Regions from separate parts of the Mus musculus genome. Here regions 1, 2, 3, 5, 6 and 7 are each linked to region 4. A link is a contact called in public HiCAR-type, HiChIP or PLAC-seq and promoter capture Hi-C data. All regions are on one chromosome and are shown on one strand. Each heading gives the region's core, a stretch centred on a gene start, on an enhancer-like site or on the middle of the called end of the contact. The rest is flanking DNA. Distances are from core to core; before and after follow the strand shown.

Region 1 (3,768 bases), core at 756-3,255, 1.3 Mb before region 4:
AAATGAGAATCTGTATTCTAAAGATTCTAAAACGATCAAAATGATCAAAATTTTAAAACAAAATGTTCTTGGGCTTCTGCTTGCCGAATGACTGCTTACGTGTCAAGGCCATTTTTACTCTTTTCATATTTTACAGGAACCACATGATTTGTGGTTAGAGAATTTAAACAGCTAACAAGGAAATTTGGAGGAAATGTGTTCAGTTTTGCTTCAAAGATAATTGAAACAATCGAAAATATTAAAATATCAAGTTTCAATATGTAATCAAATCATATTTCCCATGATTTTTAACAATACATAGATTCATTATTAAAACTCTAAATATAATGGTGCTTGAGAAATGGCTTTGCCATTAAAGACTACACTCATAACTAAAAATATGAAATACTACATATTAATCAATATAGACAATAGTATCAAATTCACAAAAGGGAACTTCAAATTTTCTTTCAGTATTTTCCCAGAACAGACATCTAAAATGTAAATTAAACAAGTAATCTCTGTGTCTAATACAGCAATGAAGAATTCACTGAATGTGAAAATTACTTTTTAAAAAATTGTAAAACCATTACTTTGTGTACTCAATTTTAAATGCATACTTCATGTGACTATTTAAGAATTCATTCCTGAAATTTTCTAAAAGCAAATCACAGAAGACTGTTGCTTGAAAATAACTGCAATGAGAATATGAGTTGTTTTTTTCTCAAGGCGATTGAGAAGTAAAGAGGAAATGGCCAAAGGAAAGGGGAGTAGCATTTCCTTTCACACGTTAGGAAAATGTCAAAGAACTTTCAGGAGTCAAATCTCCTCGAAGTCTGATGTGAGGTCAAAATTGTCTCAATGACAGGAAAACCAACAGACGCCAGATGACTAATAGAAAAGTTATCAAAAACACTTCTGTGCCCAACAGTAATTCCAAAGGGATACAAAGTTAAGAATATCCAGGATAAAGAGACAGAGAATAGTTAAGATTCTTGGGAGCAAAACAATATTAATGATGACATCAACTGTGTTAGTATACACTGTTATCAAGATTCTCACACAGTGACTTCCTCAACGTTTACTCTATTCATCAGGTAACATTTTTTTTCAGGTAACATTTTTAAATAACGAAAAGTAATGTGGATTCCCAAAGAGTGATCTAAATGTAAAAATAAGGTTCAATCAAGTGTGTGTCTAGTTGTTCTTTTTATTGTAAACCAAATCTGCTTCTTTCCATCAAAGTAAAAAAACCACCTTTATCTCCAAAAATCTAATAGACAGTTCACTAGTGATTAAAATATTATTTTTAATCCTTGCATTACCTCACAGCTAAAAATGTCAAGATACCACACCCAATATGTCTTTTTCCCCCCGTGGGGGAGGGGTCAGGGAATACGGGAGTAGGGACGGGAAACAACACGCAAACACCGAAGGTGATTTCCCTGGCTGGCTCCTCCACCCGGATCCGAGAGCACACGTTGCGAGGGGAGAGCACAGGGCTCGGCCTCTGCAGGCTCTCTCCCTCGCCACCCACTGGAGTAGGAGCTGGGACATACCACCTAGGGCTACTCACCAGCCGTAGTGCTGACCAGCAGGACGGCCCATAGCAGCCAGGGCACCCGAAAGGGCCGATGCAGCGAGGAAGTCATCCCTGGGCCAGCAAAGAAGCAGGAGGGCAAAGAAAAGAAATCTGGAAAGTAAATTCGGGCGGAGAAATCCGGCTAGGAGGCTGCTCTTCGTCTGATTTATCCTGCCCGGATTACAATGCAGTTTGAAAGGACAAATGGCAGATGCGAGGACCTAGCTAGTAGAGCTCTCATTCCACTGCAGAATTTCCCTTCATTTCGCTCCCTCGTGGCTGGGGGGCTTCATTCGCCTAGGACGGGGTGTCTCGGCTCCCCAAATTGAAGGCATGTCCATGGGGAAGACGCAGGGAGCCCAGAAGAAACCCCTGCAATTATTTCCCTCGTAGTTTCACGATATCAAAAAAATACCCAGATCTGGGAGAAAACATATCCAGAGTGCCGGGGGGGGGGGGGGGGGGAGGGCGGGGACTCGATGGGAGCACTGAGGATCAGAACAAGTTCCCGACCGCCGGGAAGGGCGAAGCGGGGCAGGCAGCGGCGCCCGGCCGCCGGAGTAGCATCGCTCCGTACTCCGAGGACAGTGGGGTTCCTTTTAAAGTTTCGCTTCGTTGCTTCCTTCACTCGGATTTCGACATCAACAAATCCTTCCCACCGACTGGGTCGAAAAAGGTGCCTGCTTCCATGGGCGAGTCCACAGCTTCCTCGGAACAATCGCGCGAGGGTCGCTCAGGCCGGGCCTCGGGGCGCGGGGGAGGGGAGGGTCGCGGCGACGCGGCGAGCCCGGGCGAGCGACACGCGGGGAGGTGCGGGGCTGGCCCTTCGAGGGCGCTCCGCCCGCGGCCTCGCTCTCGGCTACTCCAGCCCCTCGCTCTTGCCTGAAGTAAATTCCACCATGAAAACCGGGTCTCCTCCCGTCGATGGCTTGCGGGAGCGAATCACAGCCCCTCTGGAGAAAGCCGCCGCCGCCGCCGCCGCCTCGTTCTCCGCAGCTCTGGGCTCCGGGCGGAGCTCGGGCGTCGCGGGCCGAGGGCGGGGGGCGGCGGGAAGACGGACGTAGGTGGCCGAGGAAGGGGGTGGGCAGCTGAGCTTGCGAAACACCCCGAGCCCCTCCGGGAAGCACCTCCAGCGGTTCCAAGCAGACCAGACACAAAGGGGGGAGTCGCCGCAGCTGCCAGTCTGAGGCGCTCCCGGTCACCGGAGTCGCCCCGCCCCCGCCGCCGCCTCCTCTCAGTCTCCGGCTCTCCAGCCGACCCCTGTCTGTCTCGGGCCTGTGGTGCAGCGCGGGCGGCGGCGGCGGCGGCGGCGGCGGCGCCACTGAGCCGCACTGCGCCTGCGCGCCCGCGGCCCCGCCCGGCCCCGCCCCTCACTCCCAGGCTTGCTGGAGAGTGAGGCCCTCGCGCGGCGTCTCTCGCCTGGGCGCCCAGTGCAGGGAAGGGTTGTCGTGGGCTGCGGGTGGGCAGCCTAGGTCCCTTTCCTCACACAGGCGAACGCTCCGCACGTGGACGCCGTGCGATCTGTTCAAGCGTGTAAGGGAGGGCGGCCACAATCTTTTGTTTAACGTAGGTTAAAGGCTACCCGGGAAGGTGGGCGAGAAGCCTCGAAGGCACGCCGTCGTTGTTGGTGGCGGCGGGCGCATCCTCCTCGGTTTCCCTGAGAATCCCGACCGAGCCGCCTTTCCCAGGAGCCGAGACCCGGGCCTCGTCGGGTCCCCCTCCCGTCGCGGCCCAAACAAAAGCCTCCTGCCTCAGTCATGAAGACCGCGAAGCTGACGTGTGTGCGCTAGTCTGGGTCGGGCTTTCCTCGAACAGCCATCCCCGGGGCCCTCTTGGATGACAAGGCTGCTGAGCAATTGCGAGCACGCGAGACCGGAGAGAAAACTTAAGATCGCACACGCCGGCCTGCTGTGCGTGCGCGTCTCCTGCTCCGCCCGCACCTCTCCTGGGGAGGGTTTTATTCACAAAGGCCCGAGGGTCTTTGCAGGGCCTGTTAAAGGAGAACTGCGACGCAGTGTAGTTGCTTCTAGGTATGGAGTGTGGTCCTAGCTCCTCACTCATCGAATAGAGACAGTCCCGCCAGCACTGCAGTTTCCTAACCACTTTAAACCTCTTTAAAAAAAAAATCTCAATTTGGCTTGATTCAGGCAACCAGGATAGGGAAGGGATCCCCTACAGGGTCAGCCGACTTGGGTGGGATTTTTGCT
Region 2 (3,322 bases), core at 726-3,225, 1.7 Mb before region 4:
CTCTAGCATTAGCTATCTAGGTAACGCCTGCAAGCCATACCAGCTAAGACATGTAAGTGACTATTGAAAAAAGCTCGTCCCAGGTATTCTTAGTCACTTATCTTCCCTTAACTAAATACCTTAGCTAAATAAAAATATATTTTAGTGAATTCAAGATGTGTGCTTTGCAAACTGAACTCTGAGTAATTCCTGTTCTATATCTTCCTAATCATAGTTTTCCACTCGAATTAAGATTTTAAAAATGTACTGTCTTCCAAATGTATTGTTAATCTGTTAAGTCCAAACTAAAGGAAGTTTAAAATGATGTTTTAATTAGTTATATGTTATCAGTAAAAATTCAATAGTTAATTCGTCTGGTAACACTGTTATCAGCAAACCCAATCTGAACAAGGAAATTTTTTTTCCCTGTATTTTGGGCAGAGGTTTTTCTCATTTTATGCCTCCACCTACATCAGTGGTAAAAACTTCTATTGGTAGCTCTTATGAGAAAAATAGTTAACATTTTCTGAGTGCTTCTTATGCGACATTAAATTGTCACAGCTAATCTTAGTGTGGCACAGAGGTTAAGTAACAGGTAGAATCAAATTCAGGCATTCCTGTAATGGGGCATGCAATTCTGTAAAATGAATAAACTGAGAACAGTCATGCTTTTTGGGTCGTTGTCCACTTAACAAATGATTGTTTTCGCCTCCAACTGACTAGATAACTTCTAGTTTTCTACGGATTTAAATTTAATTAGGCGACATATAGAAAACCTCTCACCATATTCACTGGTTCACTCATACCGCTAAGCCAACACATTTTGCAATCCAGTTCTGCCTGACTCTAAATTGCTGTCTCAGAGTAGTGTGTCCCTGTACCCCACCCTACCCCCGGAGGTTTTCAGACGAATGCCTTAAAAAAGTGACTTTGGGATCTTAAGAGTAATAGCCCCCATCTATTCTCCACTCAGGAAAATAACTAGAGTAATAATCGAGACCATTGAGACCGAGACAAGCCTTTGAGTGACATCAAGATTAAAAAAATAATTAATAATTAATAATAATAATAATAATAAAAGAAGCCCGAAAGCAGGGGAGAAGGTGCAGAGGACACTTTTCTAAACGTCAGACTCGGAAAGGAGGGGAGAGGCCCCTCTCGGGCGGGCGCTCCGGCCCAGGACTCGGATGCTCCGTGGCGGTGGTGCGTTCTCGGGCTCCGCACCCTCTGCGGGACAGACACCTCGCCTCCCCCTGCGGCAGCCTGCCTTCTCCCGGCCGCGGGGCCCCTCCCGGGCCCACGGCGAAGGAGCCGCCGTGGAGGCGGACGAGGGCGCAGGGACAGCGCACAGCGGCGTCCGGCGACGGCCGGGGGCGGGGGCCGGCGGTTGCTCCCAGCCCGGGAGGGTCAGGAGGTGACGGGAGGAGGCGGCAGGGGGACGAAGGGAGGTTGGGAGGGAGCGTCCGGTCGCTGGGCACAGACAGCTCTGCCAGGCCTCCGGCTCCCCCAACCCTGCCGCCGCAGCGAGCCCCACAACGCGAGAGGGGAGTCCGCCGTAAGCAGAAGGGAGAAAATTCAAAACGAGACTACTCAACCTCGTCTTGGCTCCGAGGCCGCGCCGTGGAGACCAGCACAATGCGCAGGCGCACCCCTCCTGGAGGCGCAGCGCAGGTCCATCAGATTAGACCCTTCTCAGCCACCGTCGCCCAGTTCCCTTCCGACTCGTTCTCCTTTCCCGAGTTTCCGCTCTGAAGCCAGAGGTAAGAACACATGGTCTCGGCCGAATTTGGCTGTTGGAACAGTGCACACAAGACGAACAGATGGGACCTTTGTCACTCAGAATAAAGAAGCAGGAAGTGTAATATCTGCCCGGAGAAAGGAGTATTAAAAGCAGATATGAGACCCTAAATGCGGTGTGGCAAAATAAATAAAGCCTACAACTCCCAGTGTTCAGAGGGTCTGAAACGCGCTCCCTTCTGGGGTTTGTAGTATCTGAGCGCTGAGTCTAAAGGGTCTGGGTCTAAAGACACGCTTAAAATTTGGCTCAAGCTAGTTATTTTCTTTATTTTCCTAATAGATTACGAATCTAGATAGATAAGAAACAAAAGTCTTAAGGGGACTGGATGCTTTTAGGACTACGCTTGACTAATCGATGTTTCCTAAATCTCGGAATAGGTACTTGATGTGTGCGGGCTGGGCGCTGGTGGAAATCGAACCTCGTGGTATGTTCTGTAGGAACCTGAGGGAGCTAACTGAAGCCTAGCTCCTGCTGCGCTTGCGGCGCAGTCTACCTTAGAGCTGCTTGATTATCAACGCACACATTTTCGTGGAGAAGTCTCGTGTGTATATTCAGCCATGGCACAACTCCAGGCACGTTTCTACAGCGAGAACAAGAAGTAAGTAAGGGTTCCAGCTTCTGTCCCTGTCTTCCAGGAGCCGATCTCGTTTGAAGACTCCTTCGATTTGATCCTTGCTGTTTTGACTGGGGATATACATTAAAGAAGAAACGGACAAGGTTTTAGTAAATCAAAGTTGAAAGAACTTTAATAATTATAATGGCTACAATTAAAAGAATTTATTGCAAATAAGATAAGCTGACTGATAGAAAAAAATAAAAAAGACTTCATTCGCCTTCCCCTTCACGTGCCCCGCACTTCTGCCCTGTCTCATTTGGAAGCGGTGTTCACGTCTTCTTAAATCTCCGTTTTCTACCCACTTTCATGAGCTTTTCATAATTTGACGTGTGTGGAGGACCAGGGCTTCACGTTTGCTTTCTGCATGCTGCACACATCATGTCAGTAATTTGAGAGTTGAACAGGCTTGTCCGTTAACGGTGTCTCGTGGTTTCTGAAAGCACAACTTCATCCCCCCCCCCCCCCCAAACAGACTAGAAACTGGCTATGGAGTTTGTAGAGCTGTTTTTTTAATTAGAATGAAGCCAATTCAGTGTCCGATTTGATTAGGTGTATTTTGTGTGAGTGTGTCCAACTTAGGTTTCTCTTGTTGTGATAAAACACTGACAAAAAGCAATTTGGGGAGGAAAGGGTTACAGTCATCTCAGAGGAGGCCAAGATAGGAGGAACTCCTGGCAGGAACTGAAGCAGAAACCAGAGGTGAGGGGTGGGGGTGGGGGCAAGCTGCATTTGCTCTCCCAATGGCTAGCTAGCTAAGTTTGCTTTTAAAATACAGGGTGGCTCTACTCAGTGGGCTGGTTCCTCCTACATCAGTTATTAGTCCAGAAAATGTTCCCGCAGACTTGCCTGCAGACAACCACTATAAGGGAATTTCCTCATTTCAGAGGACCTTGGCTTCTCTCTAGTTGATAAAACAAGGACTGTGTGTA
Region 3 (3,705 bases), core at 882-3,381, 1.9 Mb before region 4:
ATGGATGACTCTTTGCCTTTGTCGGGTCCGACTGCTCCTCCCCAGGGGTCTTTACGGTCCTCCCCTCCCTTACCCCAACTCCTCTCTTCAGCCTCTATCTAATATGGAGAATTCTGGGCTTAGTCCTTGGACCTCTTCTTTCCTACATCTAAATTTTCTAGGAGACTGGAACAAACTTCCTAGCTTCGATACAATATATACACTGGCAGTTCCCAAACTGTTCCAGTCTGGTTTTTTAACCTTAAACCTCAAGACTTTTGTACTTGATTTTGTCTCACTTGATGTCAAACAGGCATCTTAAACCTGGCTCACGTAACCCCAAACTTCTGATCTCTATGAAACCTCATTAATTTCCCACCAAGATACAAACTAAACAAAATCTTCACATTCCATGGGGAAATCCATTCTTCTATCTGCCAGTCCCCATCTCCACCCCCAGAAGTGTTTTTCTTCCAGCTTCTTTCAGCCTCGAGTTTTATATCCCGTCTCACTGGCTTTATCTTAACAATGTTGTATTTCTCACCATGTGCTATGACACTGGGGTTCAAGCACACACCATCTCTCACCAAAATGACAGCAGTTATCTTTCCGCCTACTCTCTCTAACCCCACCCTTGCCTCAGCCCCATAATTACAGTCCGTTCTTAACACAGTAGCGGGACGACTATCAGAAAACTTTACTAATAATATTAGGATTGTTCTGAAGTGGGGTCTCACAACATTCATTGCCCAAGATGGCTTCAAGCTTACAATCCTCCCACCAGAGCTCCCAGAGTGTCTGGGAATTAGACACGGCCAGCCTGCAAATTAAAGTTCTCCTTTAAAGCTGAAAATCCCTTGATTCCAAGATTTGCATTTTTTAAAAGGAATGAATTGAAGACATTTTTTTGCCACATATATTTTTAATTTTTTTTCTAGTATACAAATTTTAAAATTTAAGACAAGGGCTCATGTGATCCAGACTGGCCTAGAACTCAGGTCCATTTTGGAAGAAACCCTTGAACTCTCCTGCCTCCACCATCCAAGTGCTATGATTACAGGCCCAACACAGCATTCCCAGTTTTCCTTTAAACTAAAATAGCCACTTATCCATTGAAATCCTCCAGTAGAACGCAGACTTAAAAGTCCTTTGAATAGCTTTTCAGCCATTTACACCCATCTGTCTTCCCGGTCTGGTTTTACATTCGCTCCAGTTGGCTAGGACACAGTCCTCTTATTCTTGAAAGGCCTGAGCTCTCAACTTCTTCATATCAGTGTTTTGTTTCTCAGGAGTTCAGGTATGTGGTTTCTATATTAGTCTAATCAACCACTAACTCAGAACAGGACACTTCTAAGGGGCATCTCCATCACCATTCATCTACCCGGGGCTGTTCACTACCTTTCCACTTTTCCATAAATCCACCACACTTTGTACATACATATTCTTTTAAAGACAGGGTTTGATGTAGTCCAGGGTGAGCTTTGAGCTCCCACCCCATCCTCCTCACCCCGGGCTGGGATTACAGATGTATGCAACGCCCAGCTTTATACAATACACTTTAAGGAAGTTCCTTAACAGTAACTCCGGAGTTTTGAGAGGTTCCCCTCTGAAAAGGACAGGTGGACAAAGTTTGGGTTGGGGAGCTCAGCTCGCCCATTCCAACAACGGTGCCGGGGCATATGCAGGGGGATGCTAGGAAAAGATGGAAGGAGTTTCTCCCCTGATGTAGAAGCAAATGGGATTGGGGCTCGAAGAAGTCAATGTCTCCAAAGTCACCCAAGGTAATGAATTGATCGCCACCTCCCAAAACCCGTCCGGGACAGGGAGAATGAGGGACCCGCCCAGGACCACAGCTCAGCGACCACAGCACTCATGCGCACGGGGAACGCACGCCGGGGCGGAGCCACGTGGCTCTTCCGCAAGCGCTCCCGGCCGACCGCCCGCCCAGGTCCTCGCGGCGCAGGCGCACCCCCGAAACCCGAGTTGGGAGTTACCGGGTAGAGGTACAGCACCGCTCCCACCAGCGCCAGCAGGAACGTCACGGCGAAGATGGCGAAGTCCAGCATGCTTCCTCTCGCCCGCCCGCGCGGTCCTCGGCCGTGAGCTCCGTGGTGGCGCCCGCAGCTGGGGAGGGAGGTGGCCTCAGGCGGTCGGCGAATAGGAGCCGCGGTCGCCCCGCCACGCCCGTGCTGGGCGTCACCCTTGGTCTGCTGGCGACTCACAGGCCACAAGGAAACCTCCAGGCCCGGGTCCCACCCTGGCCTGGCTAGAATCAAGCTGCGTGCGACACCAGTCCGCTTGCACAAAGTAGACTTAAGTACATTTAAGTAGGACTCACAACCGAAGCCAGTCTCACCTGGACACCTGCATGCATGGCTGAAGAGCTAGGCACCGTTAGATGCTCCTTATTGCTCAAAAGCGCTCCAGTGAACGTGGCTGGTTTCTGTGTTTTGACAGGATCTGACTATGTATCCCTGTCTAGATTGGAACTATGTAGACCAGGCTGGCCTCTGACTAATAGATGCCTTCCTGGTGCTGGAATTAAAGGCGTTAGCCACGGTAGCAGACATTGGGTAGGATTTCTGGCCACGGTGGCAGACAGTGGGTAGGATTTCTGTTACTGATAATTTGCAATAAATTCCTTGAATTTAGCAAGCTCCATTTTCTTCTATGGAAAACTGAAAACCAGAGGCTGGGGAGGTAGATTGCTTTTCTAGTACAAAGTTCTGGCTTCAGTCCCCAGCACCACATAAACCTGGCTGGTTGGCACACATTTGTAATCCCAGCGTCAGAAGGTGGAGGCAAGAAAATCAAGTGTTTAGTCATTTCCAACTACATAACCAATTCCTAGGTTACCTGAGCTCCTGCCTCATTAAATCAAAATCAATTCATTCAAAATAATACCATATAGAGTAGCCAGTGGAGGGTACTATTGGGCGTTCTAGGAAGCACTGAGCACTGGCAAAGCAATGTTGTGTGCTTATGTTTTTCAAACATTGCTTGGTCAGAGCATTACTGTAATTTGAGATCCTTCTGTTCTATCCAACTCAGAAATTTTAACATGGGTTAGTATAAGGTAAAGCCTGATACTTATTGGCACTACATTTAGTGAAAGCATCCTAAAACAATTTATAGATTTTATAGCTTGAATATCAAATTTTCTTGATACCGTTTGGCATGTCATTTGGAATTGCAGTTAGAGCTCCTGTAATGACTACTGCTTAAGAAGGAATCATACCTCACTGAAAACATGCCATATCTTTTTGAAGCTGTAACAATACTTCCACTCAAGATTTCGTCGATTGGAAATCACATTTTTTCCTGTCTTGGGACAAAGCTGTCTACATTGCTCAAGTTGGCCTCAAACGTTTGATTTTGTCTTAGTTTACAAGTCGCTAAAATTTTAGGCATGGGCCACCTCACACAGCAAGAGCTGTGCTTTTAACTCTGAATGTATTTCAAACTGCCCTGAGTGTTTCAAGGGTTTGTTTTTTAAATCGGTTTTAAAGACATTTCTCATCAAAATGATGGCCCACATCAACAGCAGATAAAAATTTGAAATATACAGTGTAGCTACATAACATTAATGATTTACTTATTCTATGTATATGAGTGCTTTATTTGCATGTACACCTGCATGTCAGAAGAAGCCGTCAGATTTCATTACAGATGGTTGTGAGCCACCATGTGGTTGCTGGGAATTGAACTCTGGACTGCAGGAAGAGC
Region 4 (3,740 bases), core at 820-3,319:
GATCTGACCCTCCTTTCTGGCCTCCTTAGGCAACAAGCATCCATTGGCGTGCATATATATATGTTGAGGTCTGGCCCCTGCATAGCTGTAGTCATTTTGTTCCATGCCCTCCAGCTATTTCATACTGTTGCTGTAATGTGCCTGCCAGTTGTTGACACAGAGAATAACTTGACTCAGAGCAGGGTCATGCTGATCACATATCCTGTTATGTTCTGTATGAGGTTTGTTAATGTTAAGAAATTCCACAAAGCTTTATGTAGGACCCATCAAGTTAAAAGTCAATATGAGATGTTACATCTAAAATGGCTGGAGTCAGAGCTAACTACCGGGCAGCACTTCCTGCACCTGGGTATGAATTCACAGCACTTTGTGTGTGTGTGTGTGTGTGTGTGTGTGTGTGTGTGTGTTTTAATAAGCTGTCCCTGAGAAATGTTTGTAGTCATGGCTCAGCCCTCGAATTCTGAGCTGCAGCCCTGATCGATCAGTCTTAGGGCATATGTTCAATAAACTATCCCTGTCTGACTGAGATCAGTGTTTGTGTGGTTTGTGAGCCAACTCCTGGACCCCAACATATACATGTAGGCAAAATATTCATACATGTACATTTAAAATTTTTTAAATTTTTAAAAAATTTTTTAATTTCTTTAAAAAATACTTTATTTGTGTGTGTGTGTGTGTAGGAATTGATTCTCTCTTTCCAGTATGTGTTTCCTGGAGATTGAACTCAGGTAGGCTTGGTGGCATTGTGTCTTTACCTGTTAAGCCAACGCCAGCACCCTCCTCTTCCCCTGTTTTTAGTTCTGGCTAGAATTTGCGATATAGACCACACTGAACTTGTACTCAGAGATAACCCTTGTCTCTGCCTCCTTAGTGCTGGGATATGCCACCATGCCCAGGTCTAGATTAACTCTTAAAGGTGAAAGCAAAGGAGTTGCAAAACTGATACCTACGCACCCCCCTTTTTCTCCTCCCCCTAATATCTACCTTTTTAGAGTTACCAGCGAAATAGGAGTTAAGCCGCCTGAGGCCACACTAACTGGGTTCCTGAGTGGGAGGCCGGAGCTGTATGGAAGGAAATGGCGAGAGAAATAATGGAGGCCAAGACACATTTCTGTTCAAGGCCCCCAAGTTTACTAAGAGTCTGTGCTTAAGCCTGGCGTGGGGCGCACGCCTTTAATCCCAGCACTCGGGAAGCAGAGGCAGGCGGATTTCTGAGTTTGAGGCCAGCCTGGTCTACAAAGTGAGTTCCAGGACAGCCAGAGCTACACAGAGAAACCCTGTCTCAAAACCATAACCCCCCGCCCCCCAAGCCATTCTTGATGCCTGTTGCCAGCCTGTAGGTGATCTGCTGGATGAAGTCTCTGGAATATCTAAAGGGCCTCTCAGCAGGTAGCAGTGGCAGGTGACGGAACAATAGAGCCATCTAAGTTGGAAGGTTCCACCCCAGGTAGTCTCATTCTCAGTGGCAACAAGGTCAAAGCCAGCCTACTCAAGGCTGGGGGAAGCTACTATGGGGGGGGGGGGGGCATCCTCAAAGTCTTCAAGACTACTTACTAATCTGTCTATTTACACTATTCCGCTCCTGTTCCACCATTTCTAACTTTTTGTTTTGTTTGGTTTGGTTTGGTTTTCGAGACAGGGTTTCTCTGTATATATAGCCCTGGCTGTCCTGGAACTCACTTTGTAGACCAGGCTGGCCTCGAACTCAGAAATCCGCCTGTCTCTGCCTCCCAAGTGCTGGGATTAAAGGCGTGTGCCACCATGCTCATTTCTAACATTTTTGGCGTCAGTGCATGTCATACCCAACCACTAAAAACTAGTTTAAGACAGGTCAACATAACTGTAGTCACTGAGTTACTAACCAGAGATACTTTGTTGGTGTAGTTTAAAAGGTTGCAGTCAGGAGGGAAGAGAAAAAGGAGAGAGGGAGAGCGAGCGTGGATTATACTATTACTGTAACCTGTAGTGTCTAAGTATCCTCAAGAAGCCACAGCAAGGACAGTCAGGACCAAGTCCTTCCATCCCTCGCCCATTTGGGCAGCGGGCCCGCGCCTGCGCACTCAGGACCGGTATAGGCCCCGCCCATCTACGTCACCAGTTTTTCCGAGAAGAAGCTCGCACTGCGTCTGTCCGCACCATTTTGTGTTGGGAGATCGTCGTAATCGTTTGCAGACTTCTCGCCGTCGCCTTGTAAGCTTTGTCTTCGCCTTGCAAGCTTTGTCTTCAGGGTTGGAAAGGTAAGACGCGGTGTCTGTCAGGGCCTTTCCTTGTATCTTCCCGCCGCCTCCAAGGACCCCGCTGCGGCTCTTCACGGCGGAGCCACGCGAAGGGGCTCTGTGCCCCGGCTGCGGAGCTCTGGCCGCTGGCTTCTGCGTAGGCGGGGACGATGCCCGCAGGCTCCGCGTCCCGAGGAGGGCCGGCCGACTGCAAGAGCCCGAGCTGCCGCGGCGGGACCTAAGATGGCGGTAGGGGGAAGGCCGCGCTCGTCCTTCGCCATGGCGGCGCCAGGGCGCGGCCTTCGCTTGGACTCGGTCGGTCCTGGTTTTGCTCTCGGCGGTGGCACGGCGCAGGTTTTGGTGCTGTTTTTCTTTATATTTGAAGCGAAAGGTCTTGGTAACCAGGCCGGCCCCACACGCTGCGGTCGCTGATCTTGTTAGAGATGGGCGCTGCGGGGACAGCGTCACAGCAGGCTGTCACCTCAGTTCTGTGTAGTTTCCGCCTTCGACGAAGAAAAGAATTTCAGAGGCGGTCGATAGATAGCGAAGTCGAGCATAATGAAAACGAGGCACACCGGGACAGCGCTTGTGAGAGCGAGGAACAAGTGATTTTTAAGAAGGTTTAGGATTTACTTAGGTTTTGTAACATTAAAACTCAAGACGGCCGGGCTGTACTGCCTGTCGCTCGCCTTTTAATCCCCTTTGAGCCTGTCTCAAAAAAAAAAAAGTTATAGAAAATTTCCTTTGTAAACAAAGTTGTAACGGGGGAGTTGTTTACCTTTAGGAAACAGGAGGGGAACACCCTAAGATTGTACGTCACTTCCGCTCTGAACAGCTTTATTTTCAACATCATGGCCTGTCCTGTACAGTTAAGTAGAGTGGCTTTATTGGTGGAGCCCGAATTTTGTTGACTCGGCATAAAAGGCGCGCCTGTTACCTTCTCAGGCTTTCCTCCCATATTTTCATAATTTTCCCAGTCTCCCTCTGCTAGCAGTAAGAGTGTCAGCGGGGACCGTGGGCATTTACTTGACGGTGAATTGGGAATTGAGGTCATCTGCTGAGCAGCTTTTTTTTTTTTTTTTTTTTTTTTTTAATAGCTGTAAACAAACACTTCATAACATCCAAACTGGTATTTTACCAAAAACAAACAAAACACTTTGGGGGCGGGGGCTGTTCCAGACAGGGTTTCTCTGTATAGCTCTGGCTGTCCTGGAACTCATTTTATAGACCAGGCTGGCCTCTTACTCAGAAGTCCGCCTGCCTCTGCCTCCCGAGTGCTGAGATTAAAGGTGTGCACCACCACGCCCAGTTAAAAAAAAACTTCTTAATTAGGGTCACTTGTGGTTACGTTGGTCGGAGACTTGGTTTGGGTAGAAATTGAACCTTGTGAACCTGTAAGTTGAACTTCTGAAAGAGCTGTCATACATTTTTCTTAAGTTTTAACCTTTTTCACTTAAGGTTTTAAACCTTTTTCACTTAATATGAATTTGGGCATTGTGAAAACAAGGTGAAAAAAAATCTGGC
Region 5 (3,732 bases), core at 912-3,411, 1.3 Mb before region 4:
GGATTTGAACTCAGGACCTTCGGTTGAGCAGTCTGTGCTCTTAACCGCTTAGCTTTGAATTTGCCACATACTGAGGATAAATAGACCTATACCAATACAGCCTATTTTTCTGTATGAATTAATTTGTTATGGTGAGTAAGGTAATTAATATGATAGAGCAAGTCATATTGTATATTTTATAGTTTTGTTGCTTTTTTTTTTAAGAATTTATTTCATATATGTCAATACACTGTCACTGTCTTCAGACACAACAGAAGAAAGCATCGGATCCCATTATATAGATGGTTGTGAGCCACCATGTGGTTGCTGGTAATTGAACTCAGGACCTCTGGAACAGTAGTCAGTACTCTTAACCACTGAGCCATCTCTCCAGCCCAGTTTTGTTGCTTTTACACAGTAGGTCTTTAATACACTCCAAAGTAAGAAATACCACAGCCTTTGTATAATATCGGGATACAGAAAATTATAGAGAAGGCTTCATGTGAGCTAGCAAATCGTGGTATTAATGACATCTGTAGCCCTACAATTGCATACCTCAGGGTGTTATCTTTACATTGCAGAACATTTTCAGTATCTCTAAATAAATAAATAAATAAATAAATAAATACTTTCCTTCTTCAAGACAGGGTTTCTCATTGTAACCCTGGCTGTCCTGGAACTGACTCTGTAGACCATTCTGGCCTACAGAAATCTGACTGCCTCTGACTCTCTAGTGCTAGGATTAAAGGTATGCGCCATCACTGCTGGGCTAGTATCTCTGATTTTTATGAGAAAGAAGCAGTTGTGTTTTCTTAGTGTTGTACTATTTTTAAGCACTATACATAAAACCCTTTGTTACCTGGCTGTCCTGAAACTTCATCTGTAAACCAGACTATCTGGGACCTCAGAGTGCTGGGATTAAAGGTATGTTTCACTGCGGCCTATTAGGATACTACTTTCAACAATCCTAGCATGTTATGGCTCGCTGAATAATACAGATGGCTCAGCAGTTAAGTGTACTGGCTATACAATCATGAGCTGTGGAAGTCTGATCCCTGTACCTACATAACAAGTCAGCAATTCCATGTGTGCCTAAACAAACCTCAGCTGGGAGGCAGAAGGATCAATGAGGTTTGAGGATTTCTGGCCTAGCCCCGGAAACCAGGGGGAGAGTCTGCCTCAAAGGAATAGGAAGAATGAAGGGACACCTGACAGCCTTTTCTGGCCCAATCAGAAACACGTGTACACAGCAAAGTTCTTTCTCAGACCAAAGCAAAGCTATGGGAAGAAATGATCCAACACTGAAGATATAAAGAAAGCCTGCCATAAGTTTTCATTTTTAAAAGAATATAGGCAATAGCCAGGTTGGGGTGGCACACTCTTTTAATCCCAGCACCTCGGAAGCAGAGGCAGTTGGATCTTTGAATTCAAGACCAGCCTGGTCTATAGACCGAGTTCCAGGACAGCCAGAGCTATACAGACAAATCCTGCCTGGAAAAACCAAAAAGAATACACTGGGTCTAATAATTGTATTTTTACCACTTATCAGCTTTATTGATGCTGAGCAAGTTTTTTCTTGAGGGCAACAGCAGCATCTCCCTGACATTAATACTTACACACTTTTAGGACAGATGTATATAAATATGTGTATGTATATGAGTAAGCATACATTTAACTTCTGTACTTACCTGTGGGCCAATCCAAGACACATGGCTGCCATCTCACGTGGTTCTACCCCAGGAATCAAGCCATCCATTTGTGATCGGATTCCTCTCATAAGTTCATTAACAACAGGACTATGGATACAGCTGAGATTCAATTTTTCCTATAAAAACATTCACATTAAATGAAAAATAAGTTTTCTTGAAAATTCACCGTTGTGGGTTTTCAGATATTGTCTTTTAAGAATTCACCAATGTAGCCAGGCAGAGGTGGCACACACCTTTGATCCCAGCACTTGGGAGGCAGAGGCAGGCGGATTTCTGAGTTTGAGTCCAGCCTGGTCAAACCCCGTCTTGAAAAACCAAAAAGAATTCACTAATGTGAATTCACAGGTTCAACTTAAACTCACAGGAACAATCTGCCTCAGTCTCCGGAAATGATAAGTGGAGCCTCCCTCAGCCCTGAAGCAGGCTGCTCCAGACTTTGACCTTGCTGCCAGTGAGAAGGAAATTACCTAAGGTGGAGCCTTCCGACCTAGATGGCTTCTTTTGTTCTGCCAGCTGCCACTGCTCTCTCCAAGACACTGCTACCTGCTGAGAAGCACCTGATACATTCCAGAGGAACATTCTATTCTGCGCATCACCTATAGGCTGGCTCCAGACACCAAGAATGGACTGGAGGGGATGGGCCTTCCCCTTTTATAAGCACACTCTCTTAGGAAACGGAGGGCCTTGAACTGAAACATGTCTCGGCTCCATTAACCTCTCGCAGTCTAAGTCTCTTTCAGCCCCAGCTTGCCTCCCTGGTGTACCTGGTCCTTGTAAGCCACAGGCCGGGATAGAACAGATAAGCATGATCTATCTCATTGGAATCTGGTATTTTAAAACAATATTGATCTCGGGTATAATATATATACTTTTCTCAACTGTACATAGTGTTTGCTTCTAGTATGTTTGTTAAGAAGTTGATGGAAATTAAATAGAGAAACCTTCCAATTACCCTTTTGGCTAGGCTGCATCCCAAGATGCAAAGCATTATTAAATCTGAGGAAGTTTTTTTCTTGCTTGTTGGACTAAGTGGACTACTGCTATTTTATTTGATTTCCAGACTTTTAAAATCTGCACATGTACCTATGTGATTTTTTTTTAAAGAAAAGATTTATTTTATATATATGAGTACACTGTCGTTATCTTCAGTCACCCCAGAAGAGGGCATCAGATTGCATTACAGATGGTTGTTGAGCTACCATGTAGTTTAGTGCGCTTAGCCACTGAGCCATCTCTCTAGCCCCAGCCAAAGGGAGTTTTTGTGCACTAGTTAAGTGCAGGTGCCTTTAAAGGCCAGACAGTATCAAATCCCCTGTAACTGAGTGATGGGTAGTAATGACCTGTGTAATGCTGGTAATGGGATCTGAAGCCCGGTGTATTAAGTGTACTAAGCACTTTTAACCACTCACCCATCATCACTCCAGCCATTTGTTTAGCTTTAAAATTACAAAGTATTGGGCTGGAGAGATGGCTCAGTTAAGAGTGCTGACTGCTATTCCAGAGGTCCTGAGTTCAATTCCCAGCAACCACACAGTGGCTCACAACCATCTGTAATGGGATCCGATGCCCTGTTCTGGTCTGTTTGAAGACAGCCACAGTGTATTTATAAATAAGATAAATAAATCTTAAAAATAATTAAGTAAATCTTTAAAAAAAATTACAAGGTACTCATATACTCACCGGATTTTAACCAAAAGTAACAGCAAAAAGTTTCTATCTTTTCCCTATGGATAAGTGCATCCCTCAAATAACCCTCCCAAAGAGTATTAATGAATAGTATAAACACAGATAACAAGTATCTTTTTGACCCTGGATTTTGTGGCACACAAATTCCATGTTGGAGAAAAAAATTTGTTTTAAAAAACAAAACTGTTTCAATCATAACACTTTCCCTGTCGCATATATTTGTTAATTCCCTCATATAGGCCAATATTTTATAATATCACAAGCAAGTAACTCTAGGCATGCACCACCACAGACCATTTAAGTCCCCTCTGTACTTTATGCCTGCTACTAAAGCTTCCAATCAACTCACTTCTTTACT
Region 6 (3,357 bases), core at 807-3,306, 1.8 Mb before region 4:
GATAATTACAATACCTACCTCACTAGAACCTAGTTAGTATTAAATGAGATAATGCTAGTATATGCTAACATAATGTTAATCCTGTAATAACTACCTCAATCAATAACCTTCAAAAATAATTTAAAAGGTTGATTAAAAAAAGTTTAGGGGAAGGGGGAAAAAAAAGTTTAATGTCCAAACAAAACTGTCTTTACCCCCAATTAAGGGAAGAAAAAAATAGCAGAAAAATAAAATATTTGGGGCAGATAAGATGGCTCAATGGGTAAAGCACCTGCCACACAATCCTGATGACCTAAATTCAATCCTAGGAACCTATATAAATGTGGAGAGGGACAACCAAATCCACACAATTGTCCCCTGACCTCTAAAAAAGTACCAAGGCACCCATGTGGCCCCCCCACATATCCTACAAACAATAAGAGTTTTATTTTTCTTTTATAGGTACAATCTACCTATATAATTTTGAGATCACTGAAGATATATCAAAGAAATATTTGTAAGTTTTTAATAGCAGGCCAATATTGTCAATGTACTCAAAACTGAAAAATAAATATGGGAAATTCAAGATCTCTTACATGTTTTTTAAAATTTATTTATTTCTCTTGCATGTTTTTTAAATTCAGGATGGGGGAGTTGTTTGGGGTTCTGTTTTGAGAATTGCAGCCCTGGCTGTCCTGGAAATGTCTTACGTCCACTAGGATAGACTCAAACTCACATAACACCACCTGGCCCGGCATTGTTCTAGGACTCTGTTCTGGGACTAAAGGTATGCACCACCACACCTGCCAGTTCAGGATTATCAATATGCACAAACACACTACACAATAAGGTCATAATGCTGGATACAAAATTTTATAATCAAGTAATTTTAAGTACAGAAATAAAAGGAAAGCAAATTACCTTTGTACAATAAAGCATCCAAAGTTCAAAGAGCCTCTCTCTGGCTGCCATTCTGGCTTTCCACTCTGGTACTTTAATATTTCCTCAAAAAGACGGTTCAAGACCATATCATATTACTTTATTTTCCAAGTTTATCAGCCGTTACAGTAAAGCTCAAAGCAGTGGAATAAACAAAAAAAAAACAAAAAAAAAAATTCGTAGAACAAATAAGACTGTCTCAGGTCAATAAGGGTCAATTTCAGCAACTACTCCAACACTTCTTCATCAGGGGTAGCTGGTCTCGTAAATAGGTCTGTGAAATACAAAAATATCCTAAGTTTTTTTAAGCCACATTTGAAAAAAAAAAATCCAGATATCCGTCTGCCTTGATCACCCCATTCAAAGGGATAAATTTTTAATGTGATTAGATATTCCAGAAACTCCTGTTTGGCACACCACGACTAATGATCAACATAAAATACTAAAACCTTCCAGGCAGATTCACAACCAAAACTGCGGTAGATGGGAAGGAAGACGGCTCCCTACTCACGCCTTCCTTTAACCAGGAGCACAGATCAAACACAACAAATATCCGAGATTTCTCGCCAGCTTCTTAAAAGTTGCTGGGAATGTTTGCTGCGTTGCAGGGCAGGGCGTGGGGGGAGGGCCCGAGGAATTCCTGGTTTGTTTGTTTTAACCATCCACACAGCGAAAGTCATCCTGCCTACCTGGCTTCCACCTCTCCACCCAAGAAGAAAGGGGCTCACACACCGTGGCAAGGACCACCTCCCGTGGGACGACCCCAGACCCCGCCTCGCAGCAGTCCGGGGACCTTTCCATTTCCTCCCTGCGTCCCCGTTACGAACAAGAGAGACAAACGTCAGGCGTGCCAATCAACTTCAGAAGCGCGGCCCGGAGCGCTCTGGGACCCAGACCCGGGACCCACGCCAACCGGCCGCAGCCAGACCCGCCCGGGCCGGCCGCGCCCCCTCGCCCGCCGCCGCCGCCCCTCAGGCTGCAGCCCTGCGCCGCATTCCCCCGGGCCTTCCCGCCCCGCGGCAGCCTCCGCCCGACCTCGGCGTCCCCTCACCACGCTCACAGGCCCGCCGGCGCCACCCCGCCGCGGGCTAACTTGCTGCCCTCCGCCCTGCCCGCGGCGAAGCCCCGTGTCACCCCGAAGCCGGGCGGGAGGCGGAGGCGGAGGCGGGGTAGCGCCGACGCGGGGTGGGAGGAGCCAGGGGCGGAGCAGCCCCTGGGCTAATCATTCCGGCCTCTGGGGATTTACCCGGCCCTCCGGCAGCCGCTCCTCGAGGGCCGCTCAGCCCCGAAGCCCCTCCCCCGGCATGCCTGCGCAGCCGCAGTGCCCTCGCTCAGGCTCTGAAAGCGGTCGGAGCCAGCCTGGGCATTCCGGTCAGTAGTCACCCAGCTGGACGTGAGGGCCGACGTGCTGACGTCGCTCCCCGCCCCTGCTAGGTGGGGCGGACGGAACTTTCCTCGCCTGGCGGCGCCTCTGCGAATCAGCTGAGGACCGGCGACCCTAGGGCGTCTCGAAGGGATCTCGATTTGATTTCTTTGTAGAAATGGGATTGGTCCTGGGACAGAGCTCAAAAGCGAAAAAAGAAGAAAAGAAATCTTTACCTGTTCTGGCGTCGTTGCCTTTGTACTGTCACTGCCATTCTGTGTCTGTTCCAAGGAGACTGCTGTACGGAATGAGTTCCGTCTTTCAGAAAAAGAAGCAAAAGGCAGTCTTATTAGCTGCACACACTTTCTTAAGGTTGTTGTTGTTGCTATTGTTTTAAGAGAGGAGAAAAGCGTAAGATTAACCTTTTAAATCTAAACATTTAAGAAACTATTGTGAAATTTTACAAACATATAAAAAAATCAGTTTTAGAGCAGCTTAGCATCTGAGATGCCCTGTGTTTGATTCCTAACAAGCACACACAAGGAAACAAAGTAATAAAATGAACTTCTATATGTAATCACTAAGCTTCAGAAATAATCGAAGCCACCCTGAAGAAACAGGTCTGTGATCTAGCACTTAGGAGATGGAGGGAGAGAGATCAGGAGTTCAGCGCTGACATGGGCTACCTAGCAAGTCTGGGACCAACCTGTGCCGCATGAGACCTTGCCACAAAAGAAAAGAAGAAGAAAGGAAAGGGAGGGAGATGACTTGCTGTGCAAGCCAGACCTCCTGAAATGCAAGATGGAGACTGGAGGGCCAGCGAGCCCTGGCCACAAACAAGAGACCCTAGCTCACTAAATGGAAAGCAAGAACCTACTCATGAAAATTATCCTCTGGCATATACACATGCACAATAGATAAATAAATGTAAAGCTACTAATGCCATCATGGGGGTTCACTATGTGACCTTTATTTTTAAAATATACTAATGCCCCCACATGCCCTGTGTGCGTCCTTGTGCCACATATGTTTGTATACCCTCTGAGGCCAGAAGATATCTTATCCCTGGGAGCTGG
Region 7 (3,757 bases), core at 710-3,209, 1.5 Mb before region 4:
TTGAGGGGCCCAGTCTCCTTCCTTGTCTACTGCCCACTTAAGCAGCTCATCTACCAGACACCAGATGCACTATCCTAGCTCCAGAAACTCAATGGCAAACTGCAGAAATCTTGTCCAGCATGCATGTAATTTTGGTGTGCAATGTATCTCTCAGACGTTCTCTTATACATTAGAAGTTGCTCCCTTGATCTAATTTGAAGACTTGTTCTCTGTGGCATACAAGCAGAGTCAAAGCTCACCTGTCACCACTTGTTCTTAACCCATCTAAAGGAAAATATGAAAGCTAAAATGAGGTCGTGTATGAAAACCACTTGCCCATTATTGAAGGGAGGGAATCCTCTTAACATCTTTTAAAAGCATTTTGTAGCCTGGCAAAGTAGCATGCTTTTGACTCCAGCACTCAGAAGGCAGAGGCAGTTGGTGAGGCTAACCTATCTACATGGTGAGTTACAGACCAGATGAGGCTACAGGGAGCCTGTTTCAAAACGCAAACAAAAAATAAAAAATAAACATAAAAAACCAAAGCAAAACAAAATGGGCAGGCCTTTAATCCCAGCACTAGGAAGGCAGAGGCAGGCAGATCAAGGCCAGCCTGGTCTACACTGCAAGTTCCAGGTCAGCCAGCGGTAGTGAGAGTGTTGGGGGGGGGGGGGTGCGGGAAGCAAAGAATAAGTCTAAGAGAAATAAAACCAGTATCTCAGAAACACACTCAGACCCTCAGGCTAGCTATCTACCATTTACGTATATGTGTAAACACATACATAGACCTATGCACACACCCCAAAGCAATCTTGCTTAACTTCTCCCTTCTTGCTACTCATTAAGTCTTACGAAATGCAAAAACTGCTCCCAGCTTCACAACTCTTCAATGATCCAAATCCGCCTTTGCTGATGCATTCAGTCCTCCAGATCCGAAACTGTTTTGTGGAACAGAAACACTAAGCAGCACACAAGTGCTATTTGCAAGCATTAACCGCGTCACCAAAAGTGACAGGACCAGCCCCAGCAGTAGCGACGCAAGGCCAAACCCCAGGGTTTATGATTTCCACAAATTGAGCCCAGGCCCAAGGTTAGCGGCCGCACCTCCACGGCGGAGACCCGCACGGGCAAGACGCAGGGGTGGCGGACCGCACGCCCCGCCCCGCCCCGCCCCGCCCCACCGGAGCGCTGCAGTCCCCACTCGGCGGCACAGGACCCCTGTCCTCCACGTACCTGCTTTGCACACCGGGGCGCTGGGGCTCCTCTTCTCCGCCGAGGGTCGGCCCTGCTCTGGGGACCTCCTCCGGTGGCGGACGCGGGCGGAGGGTGGGGCCGCAATCACCTCGCTCGGCCACAGGTGGGTGGGCGACGAACTGGGCGACGACACGGTGCCCAGCAGGGGCGGTGGCGGCTGCGGGCGCGGAGGACTGCTTCGGGCCCCAGGCGCCGTGCCGCGCGTGGGGCTGGTACCGCGCGTGGACGTCACGGACGCTCCCGTCTGCGTGGCCACCGTGGGGCTGGTACGCGCCGCCGCGCTGCCGCCGCCGCCGCGCGTGGGGCTGGTGCTGCGTGAGGCGGTGCGCGGGCCGCCACTGCCGCCGCCGCCCGAGGGGCCTGAGGCGCCTCCGTTGCCTCCGTTGTTGCCGCCGCCGCCGCCGCCCCGCGTGGGGCTGCCATGTTGCTGCTGCTGCTTCAGCTGGAACGGCACCGTCGCCCTCATGGGCTGCAGGCGGCTCCCAGGGCCCCCGGGCGGGCCGACCGCGCCACCCGCGAGGGCGCCGGCGGGCGTGGGAGACCCATTGCGCCTCACCCGCTGGGACATGGTCCCCCCGCCCCAGAGACGGCGGCCGGGGGTGCTGGGCGGCGGGGACCGGCTGCTCGGGGCCCGAGGGAAGGCCTGAGCCAGCGGGTGACGTAGCCTGACTTCAGGACCAGGGGGCGCGCGGGCAGCGACGGGCACCGACGAGGTGATGCAGCCGCCGCCGCGGCTCCTCATCAACAATAGTGTCTCCTCCGTTGTCCCCGCCCCCTGCCGCCGCTCATTGGTGTAGCGTCAGCGCGCTCGAGCCACTCGGCCTCGCTGATTGGCTGCGCGCATCTCGGCTCCCGAGGCTGCTTCTGCTCTTTAAAGAGAAAGAGGCCCGCCCCCGAGGGGTCGGGCGGCGGAGGAAACCGGCCGTGGCAGGAGGAGGGGTGCGGAGGGAACGCTTGTGGCTTGTGTAGAGGGATGCGGGGGTGGGGGGTGAGGGGGGGTTGCGTGCGTGTGCGGACGTGTGTGCGTGCGTGTGTGTGTGTGTACACGTGCGTGTACGTGTAGGCGCGCGCCCGGCCACGCGCGTCCCTGTTTCCCGCTGGAGGGAGCCCCTGGGACTCCGGGAATTTGGCCAAAGGGACGGACTGTACGGGACCACGGTGTCCCCGGGGATGGTCTGAACCGACTCTTTCCCTCTGAAACTCATTTCCTTACAGCAGTGGTGTCTGTAAGTTAACACGTACGCACATCTCTTTGGAGACTCCCCTCACCCCCGCCCCCCAATCTTTTTGTTCTGCCCTAATTCCATCTACCTATGAGCAGGGCTCTAAAATAAAAGAACTTTAATTCTAGGGTATTTTATATCTTTCTTCTCTTTTCTTTTTGGCGCTACAAAGATTCAAATATCAGAACGATTATATTTGCAGGTTAGAATGCAACTTTAGATGGTATCTGTGAAGTTCAGTTATCGAGTAGTGTTGCTACTAGCCCCCACCCTTATAGATCTCAAGTAATAAAGAATTTATTTAATCAGTTACTTTACAGTTCCCTTATACCTTAGAAAGATGCAAGTTTATAAAGTGCTGTGGCCTCCACTTGCTCCTCTCTATTTGAGACAGAACTGGGTGCACCACCCATATTTATTTATTTATTTATTTATTTATTTATTTATTTATTACATTTATGTATCTGGTTTGTGAATAAGCATGTGCATGCATGTAGAGGTCAAAGGACAGCCTGTTCTTTTCTAACATGTCTGTGCAGGGAATCAGACTCATGCATCAGACTGAGCCGTTTCATTGGCCCACCATTCATAGTTTAGTCTGGTGGAGAAAATAAGTCTCCATGGCTTTCATAAGAACTCTCTGAAAGGCAAGAAATTCTAAAGTAATCATAATACGCGGGTTCCTCTTCAATTAAAAAGTCGACATGCAGACTGCACGTGGCATCCTTAATCCCTTTATGGCTTTAATAGCTATACATTCTAAAAAGATCCCTTAACCAAGGCGTGGTGGTTCTGGTAACAGGTTCTAGGCCTCAAGCCCTATTGGGTTCCTGTAGAAAGCTGTTAGATAGGTTCCTAGGGTCCTGGAGACAGTCAGATCCCCCACATAGCCTGTGATCTCAGGTATGTCCATAAACAAGTTTCTTATTTGTAAGGTGCAGCTAAGCAATACCATCTGCTACAGACAGTTCTAAATATTAACCAAGGATTTGATGAGAAGAGGCTGTGCAGGAAGTTCTCAGAACTCCTTTTCTAGCAGTCTCTCTCCATTCATTCATTCATTCATTCATTCATCATTGTACATATATGTGTGCATCCCAACAGACAAAACCTCAGAAAAGACCTCAGAAAAGTAAAGACATTCTGTTACTAAGTCTTTCTGTCTTACTCAAGTGTAAATGGCCAATGGCTTCCTTTTGAAATATATTCTGGTATCCTAGGCTCTCTGATAATTTGTTTTGTTTGTTACTGACCTAAAGGCCTCCTTTTTTTAAGCTAAAAAACTGTTTTCATCAGATAAG

Evidence for each region. Promoter capture Hi-C pulls out the DNA fragments that hold promoters and counts their contacts. HiCAR-type assays count read pairs that join an accessible place to other places. HiChIP or PLAC-seq counts read pairs in DNA pulled down with a chosen protein or histone mark. Capture Hi-C pulls out chosen DNA fragments and counts their contacts.
Region 1: an H3K27ac HiChIP or PLAC-seq map of regulatory T cells shows a contact between it and region 4, with 4 times the contacts expected there. The contact joins the promoter of Bmpr2 here to the promoter of Clk1 in region 4. A contact is called at or near these places in 3 of 115 datasets of contacts at active chromatin or transcription factors (large pre-B cells, regulatory T cells and thymic regulatory T cells) and 2 of 9 other capture datasets (adipose tissue and liver).
Region 2: a HiCAR-type map of astrocytes shows a contact between it and region 4, with 5 times the contacts expected there. The contact joins the promoter of Wdr12 here to the promoter of Clk1 in region 4. A contact is called at or near these places in 2 of 39 promoter capture datasets (hippocampal neurons and liver), 2 of 484 Hi-C or Micro-C datasets (embryonic stem cells and muscle stem cells), 1 of 115 datasets of contacts at active chromatin or transcription factors (astrocytes) and 1 of 9 other capture datasets (liver).
Region 3: a HiCAR-type map of astrocytes shows a contact between it and region 4, with 5 times the contacts expected there. The contact joins the promoter of Cyp20a1 here to the promoter of Clk1 in region 4. A contact is called at or near these places in 2 of 39 promoter capture datasets (both in liver), 1 of 115 datasets of contacts at active chromatin or transcription factors (astrocytes) and 2 of 9 other capture datasets (adipose tissue and liver).
Region 5: an H3K27ac HiChIP or PLAC-seq map of embryonic stem cells shows a contact between it and region 4, with 5 times the contacts expected there. The contact joins the enhancer-like site here to the promoter of Clk1 in region 4. A contact is called at or near these places in 13 of 39 promoter capture datasets (the C10 cell line, the HPC-7 cell line, HPC-7-derived erythroid cells and 9 more), 24 of 484 Hi-C or Micro-C datasets (CD4 T cells, CD8 T cells, DN3 thymocytes and 14 more), 14 of 115 datasets of contacts at active chromatin or transcription factors (the 230-238 cell line, astrocytes, cardiomyocytes and 8 more) and 3 of 9 other capture datasets (adipose tissue, embryonic stem cells and liver).
Region 6: a promoter capture Hi-C map of liver shows a contact between it and region 4, with 4 times the contacts expected there. The contact joins the promoter of Nbeal1 here to the promoter of Clk1 in region 4. A contact is called at or near these places in 3 of 39 promoter capture datasets (the C10 cell line, liver and pre-B cells) and 2 of 115 datasets of contacts at active chromatin or transcription factors (astrocytes and pancreatic cancer cells).
Region 7: a promoter capture Hi-C map of liver shows a contact between it and region 4, with 2.8 times the contacts expected there. The contact joins the promoter of Fam117b here to the promoter of Clk1 in region 4. A contact is called at or near these places in 2 of 39 promoter capture datasets (hippocampal neurons and pre-B cells) and 1 of 9 other capture datasets (liver).

What each region holds. Positions count from the first base shown.
Region 1 is chr1:59,762,516-59,766,283 of GRCm38.p6, reverse strand. It overlaps Bmpr2 (bone morphogenetic protein receptor, type II (serine/threonine kinase)), which reads right to left and starts at 2,005. Exons shown (of 13, transcript NM_007561.4): 1 at 1,556-2,005. The coding sequence starts at 1,631.
Region 2 is chr1:60,096,560-60,099,881 of GRCm38.p6, reverse strand. It overlaps Wdr12 (WD repeat domain 12), which reads left to right and starts at 1,975. Exons shown (of 13, transcript NM_021312.5): 1 at 1,975-2,375. The coding sequence starts at 2,335. Carf (calcium response factor) reads right to left here and starts at 1,635. Exons shown (of 16, transcript NM_139150.5): 1 at 1,575-1,635.
Region 3 is chr1:60,341,726-60,345,430 of GRCm38.p6, reverse strand. Cyp20a1 (cytochrome P450, family 20, subfamily a, polypeptide 1) reads right to left here and starts at 2,131. Exons shown (of 13, transcript NM_030013.3): 1 at 1,974-2,131. The coding sequence starts at 2,045.
Region 4 is chr1:58,422,417-58,426,156 of GRCm38.p6, reverse strand. It overlaps Clk1 (CDC-like kinase 1), which reads left to right and starts at 2,069. Exons shown (of 13, transcript NM_001042634.2): 1 at 2,069-2,237.
Region 5 is chr1:59,696,395-59,700,126 of GRCm38.p6, reverse strand. It overlaps Nop58 (NOP58 ribonucleoprotein), which reads right to left. Exons shown (of 15, transcript NM_018868.2): 5 at 1,668-1,804. Among named protein-coding and RNA genes, the nearest start is that of Gm26287, 6.0 kb to the left of the region's middle. Within about 2 kb of position 2,161, at least 19 of the 459 cell types and tissues checked have an H3K27ac peak or open chromatin away from gene starts, as enhancers often do. A contact at or near this core is called in differentiating embryonic stem cells and embryonic stem cells, where this site is marked.
Region 6 is chr1:60,179,298-60,182,654 of GRCm38.p6, reverse strand. Nbeal1 (neurobeachin like 1) reads right to left here and starts at 2,056. Exons shown (of 55, transcript NM_173444.2): 1 at 1,970-2,056; 2 at 901-1,192. The coding sequence starts at 951.
Region 7 is chr1:59,911,208-59,914,964 of GRCm38.p6, reverse strand. It overlaps Fam117b (family with sequence similarity 117, member B), which reads right to left and starts at 1,959. Exons shown (of 8, transcript NM_001037725.3): 1 at 1,213-1,959. The coding sequence starts at 1,801.